Linked DNA regions of Anas platyrhynchos: region 2 is linked to region 1. The links are chromatin contacts, called in public Hi-C maps. All regions are on one chromosome and are shown on one strand. Each heading gives the region's core, a stretch centred on a gene start, on an enhancer-like site or on the middle of the called end of the contact. The rest is flanking DNA. Distances are from core to core; before and after follow the strand shown. Region 1 holds the start of KLHL25 (kelch like family member 25). Region 2 overlaps AKAP13 (A-kinase anchoring protein 13).

What was found. A called contact is a pair of places that touch in the nucleus more often than the background predicts.
Region 2: a contact with region 1 is called in a Hi-C map of skeletal muscle, with 5 times the contacts expected there. The contact joins the enhancer-like site here to the promoter of KLHL25 in region 1. A contact is called at or near these places in 4 of 8 Hi-C or Micro-C datasets (F1 follicle, liver and skeletal muscle).

Annotation. Positions count from the first base shown.
Region 1 is chr11:18,139,247-18,142,810 of IASCAAS_PekinDuck_T2T, reverse strand. KLHL25 (kelch like family member 25) reads right to left here and starts at 1,745. Exons shown (of 3, transcript XM_027466175.3): 1 at 1,585-1,745.
Region 2 is chr11:18,174,646-18,178,209 of IASCAAS_PekinDuck_T2T, reverse strand. AKAP13 (A-kinase anchoring protein 13) reads left to right here. Exons shown (of 41, transcript XM_072043424.1): 33 at 1-170; 34 at 816-974; 35 at 3,121-3,191. Among named protein-coding and RNA genes, the nearest start is that of KLHL25, 35 kb to the right of the region's middle. Within about 2 kb of position 1,674, at least 1 of the 8 cell types and tissues checked has an H3K27ac peak or open chromatin away from gene starts, as enhancers often do.

The DNA.
Region 1 (3,564 bases), core at 496-2,995:
CCCTGCTCAACCACCCTGTGCCCATTTCCCTGCTCCACAGCCCCGTGCCTCCCTCCCTAGAACTGCCCCACACACTCTGTCCTCACCCCATCACTCCCAAAACCTACCTCCTAACACTGCCTAAAGCCTGGCTGCGAAGGAGGAGGACCTGAGCTCCTGCAGACTGTGGTTACCACTGTAGGGACAAAATAGGCACCGTAACTCACCCGTTAATACATCCAGACCGACAGCCACACGCTCCCTTCCTGCCCCTGCCCGGCACTGCTCCAGCCCTGGAGGGACCACCTCGTGCACCACCCCACGTTCATTTTAACACATTTGGAGGTGTCAGGCAGCATCGCCCTGTTCCCAAGCTGCCTGCCCTCATAAATTTCATCTGTCTCCCTCCTGCCGTCCAGAGGTTCCCAGCTGGCCTCATCGCCTCTCCCAAACCACATCAGGAGCCCGGTCACGCTGCCTGCATTACCCACACCTGCCCCAAACGCAGCGTGGGGACCTACCATGGGACACGTTTCATGATGAGGCAGGAGGACCTGGCACAGCAATTGCCACATACCGGAGAAAAAGGACAAAAAAAGGGGCAGGAAGTTTGGGTTCCCCAACGCTGAGGTTGTTTACAGCCTCCTGCCTACCTCGAGGCGCTCCTGATTTGCTTCTGCAGCAAATTCCCCTCTGGTTTTAGTCCCGGGAGCCCTGCGCCCACACCTTCCCGTCGCAAACCTCCACCTCTGCCTCTTTGCCAGGCGCGTCCTTATCGCGGAGATAAGGCCCAGCAGGTGGACGAGGCCACAGAAGAGACAAAAAGATGATTTGGGGTCAGGTTTGATAGGAAACAGCAAGCAGGGCACGGCAATCGGCGAGGCCCTAGGAAAGGTCCCACATCCCTAAAGAAGGGCAAGAAGAGATGGGGAGGGGAAATAAGCGGTGCCTGAGCCCCTGGAGATGTGGGACACCAGTATGGGACCTGAGCAGGGATGGGGAGCACAGTGGGGTTAGGGGCAGGGGCTGGCCAGCAGCAGGCACACACAGCGGGTGGGCGAAAAACGAATGAAAAATTGTCCTAAGGCAGCGGAGGGAGGAAAGTGGCAGCGTAAAAAGTTACAGAGATGCTCGCTGCGCTGGGACTCGGGGTGCGTATTTATAGGGTATCTGTAGGGTGACCATCTGTAGGGTGACCGCGGTCCGGGCTGCCGGTGGGGACGGTTTGGGGCAGGGAGGCTGGGGGCAGCAGAACGCCTCCAGGAGCCCCTCGCGCTGCCCTAACCCCCCCAAGGCAGCGGGGATGGGATGCAGCGGGGCACAGCGCCGCGGAACCCGCCCCAAACCCGCCCCAAACCCGTTTTTGGGGTGCCGGGGGGCTGCGGGGCAGCGCGGGGCGGGGGCACTGCAGCCCCGCGGAGCCCCACGGCGATGCCCGCAGGGAATGCGGCGCCCCGCGGCTCCCCACTCGAGACCCTGATGCCGGTTTGAGGCTTTTGGGTCTATTTTGGGTCTATTTTGGGGTCTTTTTGGGGTCTTTTTGCTTCCTCCCATCCCCTACCCGCACTCCTCCGAGCCCACGCGCGCTCCCGCGGCTCAGCTCACCGCCTGCTCCCGGCGTCCCGCAGCCCCTAGGGTGAGCGGACACCCCGGGGCCGCTCCCGGCCCACGCGTGGCCGCGCTGCCCCGCAGCCTTCCTCCTCCTCCTCCTCCTCCTCCTCCCGCCCCCGCCCGCGCGCCCCCGCGGAACCGTGCGGCCCGGGGGCGGGGCCGCCGCCGCGCCCGCAGCCAATCAGGTGGCGCCCTGCCCCTGACGTCATTGGAGGGCGGGGCCTCGGGGAGCGGCGGGGAGGGAAAGGGGAGGGTGGAAGGGCGGGGGCGCGGCCAATGAGGGGGGAGCACGGCGGGGAGGGGCGGGGGGAGGGAGGGAGGCTGTGGGATGGGTCCTAACGCCCGCCCGCTGTGGGGGGCGCTGTGGGAGTGCGGGGGGATGAGGGGTTGGTCCCTGAGAATCCTGGAGGCGCTGGGGTTGGAGGAGACCGCCAAGGGCACCTGGTGCAGCCGTGCCCAGCACCAGTGTCACCACCAAGCCGTGTCCCCAAGCACCACGTCCAGCCTCTCCTTCAACACCCCCAGGGATGGTGACTCCACCACCTCCCTGCACAACCCGTCCCAACACCTGGCTGCTCTTTCTGACAGAAATGTCGCCTCGTTTCCAGCCTGAACCTCCCCTGGCACAACCTGAGGCCATTCCCTCAGCCCTGTCATGAGTTATCTGTGAGGAGAGGCCGACCCCAGCTCCCCACAGCCTCCTTTCAGGTGGTTGCACAGAGCAGTGAGGTCTGCCCTGAGCCTCCTCCAGACCAAACACCCCCAGTGCCCTCAGCCGCTCCCCCCAGGACTTGTGCTCCAGGCCCTTCACCAGCTTTTGGACATGCTCCAGGGTCTCCATGTCCTTCTTGTAGTGCAGGGCCCAAAGCTGAACGCAGCACTCAAGGTGCAGCCTCACCAGAGCCACGTACAGCACTCACCTCCCTGGCCCTGCTGCCCACACTACTGCTGATACAAGCCAGGGTGTCCGCTCACCCCACAGCCTACCCCAGGGTGCCGACTCCACCGAGTACCCACGGATGGGCTACTGAAGGCCTGGCCCACGGCACAGCCTCCCCTTGCCATCAGAGGCCTCCTCTGGCCTCCCACTGGCACCCCTTGGTCCAGCCTTGCGGCCACAGCCCACACGAAGCTTTGCCCACTTGGCTGGTTTTACACGTGAGAACAGGGCAGGTGGCTGCTGTGGGGATTTACTGGAGCAAAAGCCCCTGAAGATTCAAAACTTATTGGGAAATAAATCCCAAAACACTGAAATAAAGGCAAAAAACTTCTTTTCTTCCCAGGTTGAAAGAGAACACCATCTACAGCTGGCAGAGGCTGTGTATAGTAAATAACAAAGTACACCAAAGATGTGGAACCGTATCAAATTCCTGGGTTTTGGGAGCTGTGTTGTTCCAGGTCATCACAGTTTAACTCTTAGAGTGTCGCTGCTGGCTTCCCAGCTACAAGCACAGCTACTCTCCAAGGGCCTACAAATTGTCCTGGGGCTTGTTAATGACTTTAATGAGCTGCTCAGGAAGACAACAGGGATTTGTGCAATAGGCGGGTGTGGTGGCATCCAAACGCATCTGTTAGACAACAACAACATGAAAGAAAACTGATTTTCCTCTTTGCTGCTGAGTTCCACCCAGCTGCTCCATGAGTATGAAAGAGCTGTGGAGCAACGTGAGGTCATGTTTCTTAATTCTGACAGACTTTCAGGGTGCTCCTACAAAAGCAAAATCTTGTCCCAGCAAGCTGTGTGGGTGAACCCAGCCTGCCTTCTAAACTGACAGTCACAGGGACCTGCAAAGCTCTCTGCAAAGCTGTGTGTGAAAAGATGCTGCTAAGGTATAATGCTAACACTGATCTCCAGATATAATGGCTAACACCGATCTCCCACCCACCAGCTTTCTGGCTGTGCAACAACCTCGGTCTCAGTGCAACTGCTCCTGACTCAGGCCGCTGTAATTCCAAATACAGCAGCGTGACTAA
Region 2 (3,564 bases), core at 425-2,924, 35 kb before region 1:
TCAGAAGGATAAGCAGATCCTCGTCCTGCTGGAGGAAAAGACCAAGATCTTCAGGGACATGGCAGACACCTCTGCTCAAGAGGACATGCCAGGCTCCAGACTGCTCTTCAGAGCCAACACTGAAGAGGCACCAAAAGGCGAGGCCATTATGAAAACTGCAATAAATGAAGGTGAGCAAGTCAGTGTAACACATTAGTTACGGTAACCAGTACGCCTGCCTTCAGTGAATACATCAATTCTCAAACACCATTTTTGCAGAGGAAACCTTCTTATTCCCAGTGAAAGAATAATAACGTAGATCAGGAGATATTGCTGCTTACAGTATTGTGTCAGGGACAGGTAATGAGGATCAGGAAAAGAAGCAGGTATTGGTGGCTGTTGAAAGAAGGCAGAAAAGAAGTCTTAGCACAGTGAACAACCCTGCATTGAATCTGAGCTGGGATCGGGGCAGCCCAGGATTTCATACTTGTGTGAAAAGCGGACCATACTGTATTTTGTTGTGCTTCAGGCAAAGCAAGGATTGAAGGGGACTCAGATTCCAGCAGGCATTTTCAGTACCTGCAAGGAACAAGCCAGTCTGTTGGCAAGGTTACATGAAAACTTGAGGAACTTTTCAGTGTGATTTTTGGAAAGGGTAAAAATTACTAAATGCTGTTGTCAGAGTGAGTTTTTGCAGGGGGGGCACGTACTGTTCATGTCATTGTCGTAGAAACATGAGTTCTTAGTATACAAAAGCATGTGAAGGTAGGGATGAAAATAGCTCAGAAGCCTGAGGTGGTCTTTAACAGAGATATTTCTGCTTTTTATCCTCTCAGTTGAACTGCTACAAGACCTGGTAAACAGGAGCTTGGGCTGTGCGCTCGGGCAGCAGGTCAGCACCACCATTGACCAAGAAGGAGTTGGCCCCATCTCTCTTCCTAGAAGGGCAGAAACTTTTGGAGGATTTGACAGTCATCAGATGAACGCGTCCAAGTGTGAGTAGTTACATGTGCACACAGCACCATTTGTTAATGATATTTAATGTCATCAAGTTCTCTTGCTTCTGAAGGACTTCAGCAGCTGGTGAATTTGGATTTCCCTGCTCTTCTGCAATACCAATAGATAAATTAAATATCGGATTAAGAAAAAAGCATAGGTACAGGTAGAATGGTAGTTGTTGAGACCCCACAGCTATATGAGGATTAAACATCTGAACTCTTTGCTTCTCTCTCTCCATGTTTTTTTAAATCATTCTTCCTTCTGCATTTCTATGCCACATGAAAGCATTTTTCTTGTTAGATTAGTTTCTTCATGATCTTCTTACTGAAGTGTCCGCAGCTCTGTTCTTCATTCTTCAGTTATCTTCCAGCAGGAGCCTCCTCGTGCTGCTGCATTTGCAAATGGACAAGAATATTGCTGAATCCAGCACCTTCTCTCCTGGCTGCGTTCTCCATGCATTTGTGTTCCACATACAACTGCATGTGTTATTCCTGCAATTAAGTCTCTCCCAAGCTAATTAGTGAATATTTATTTCAGCTGCATAGTTGGCTGCTTCCCAATGCTCGCTTTCTTTGCCCTAGTCATCAGAAACTTCCCTGTCCTCAAATTCCTTTCTCTGTGGTCTCTCTCACACTCCCAATACAGCCAGTTTTGCTGTGCTAGTGTCTGTCTCAGCACTGGGATCGCTGGACCCCATCTGACCTCCTGCATTAAAGGAGCAGTGTTAGCTCCAGACAGTCAGACATGAGAAGTATGTGGAGATTTTCCCAGCTATTGGAAAGCTGCAAAGCTCTCAACGGGCCTTGTCATCATAATGACAAATACATTCACACTGAGGGCTGGAGAGGGTTGGTTAGGGCTGTGCCTCGCTCTGTCGCAGTGATGAATGGGACAACCTCAGGCTGCTCGCTGCCCAGCACTCCCCCTTGCACCCTGTTTTTGTTGTTTTTTGGTGTTTGTCATTGTTGTTGTTTTTCTAGAAATAACCCCTGTTGAATGAGATTATAACTCAATAGTTATAGGTTCTTGGGAGATTTGGGGAAAAGAAAGCAGGGTGTGTTTGTTCAGCTGTGGGCCAGGAGGCATGAAACCTGGGTTTCATCTCCAGTTCTTCTGTTCACAACCTGTGCAACCTTGGGCAAGGCTTATAACCAGACTCCCCTTCGTTCTCCCCTCCAGCAAAGCAGAAGGGAGGTGTGTCCTCCTGCAGAGAGGTGGAAGGTCCCAGGACGTGGCGCAGGAGAGAAGGTCTGTTAGGAGGATGTGAGGGTCAGCCTTTCATAGCAAAGCCTGCCTGGAGGGTGGCGGGGGGAGAGGGGCCTTGCAATAGGTACTGTGTCCTTCATGCTGCTGCAAATCCAGGTGTAAGTCAAGTCCTGTGTCGTTAGAAGAGAAGCAAGCAGGGAATTTCCCCATGGACTGCATCTCAGCTGGCAGAGGGAAATGTGGTCTTGGCAAGAGCTGGTGGACCAAAGAGCTTTGTGACTTCTTCACATGCTGCGAGCAGAGAGAAAGTGTTCTTGGGCACAGAAGGTGGAGGGCTGCATCTTGCTTGGCTCAAGTCAGTTCAGTCCTGCTTGGGAACACTGATGTGAGCCATGCAGGGAGAAGCCAGAAAGAGAAGTCCAGTGTCCCTTTGAAGATAAAGGTTTCTGATAACCAAGGCAGTGGAAAAATTGTTAGCATAAAATTACACACCAGTATTGCACAGCAGTCTAACCCAGCTGTAAATTGCCTTTGGACAGAGAGGCATTGAAACTGTATCTGCAATAATATACCCTGAGATTGTATTGTTATTTTTCTCCATCTGCTCTTATTCTGCCTCATAACTTCTCAGCTAATGTTCTTTTGGAGTAGAAAACAGTCTGGGGGCTAGACAGAGCACAAGCTAAAGGTGTGTCATCAGCACATTGTTTGAAACCAAAGTCAATCCTCCTCTGAATTCAGATCCCCCCTTTTCTGGTGGAGCCGACAGGTTCTGTATATGGAGGGAGCAAATGCATTTAGTTAAAGTGTGAAGAGCTCTCTGGCCCCTGTTGTGAAACATCTCGGTTCCCTGTATTAAATTTCTCAGACACTAGCAAGTTCAGCTGTGGCCTAAAATGCTGAATAACCAGTTTCAATGCTGGCTTCTTCCTTTAGGTGGAGTGAAGGATGAAGGTGACGATGCTCAGGACCTTCGGAGAACAGAGTCAGACAGCATTTTAAAGAAGGTATCACTTGATTTATCTGTCTGCTACCACTCTGAGTTCAAGAGAGTGACAATTCAAGACTTGAAAAATGCCTGAATTTCTTGGCAACTAGATGTATCCTAATAAGTTAAAATAAAATTGTATGTATGGAGTCAAAAACGCTTCACTGTAGCTAAAATCCTGACTTGAAAACCATTTCAGATATGTAGTATTCCTTTGTGGCAGAGGTTATCTACCATCTGTCTGCAGATCAGCTAAAGCATGTGTTTAATTATGCATCATTATTGAAATGACAAGGTCAGATATAACCTTGCACCTATTCTTGCTGTGGATTGATTCATCGTGTAACTCCAAAATGATACCTAATTAACATTTGATTTGATACAATTTTAAC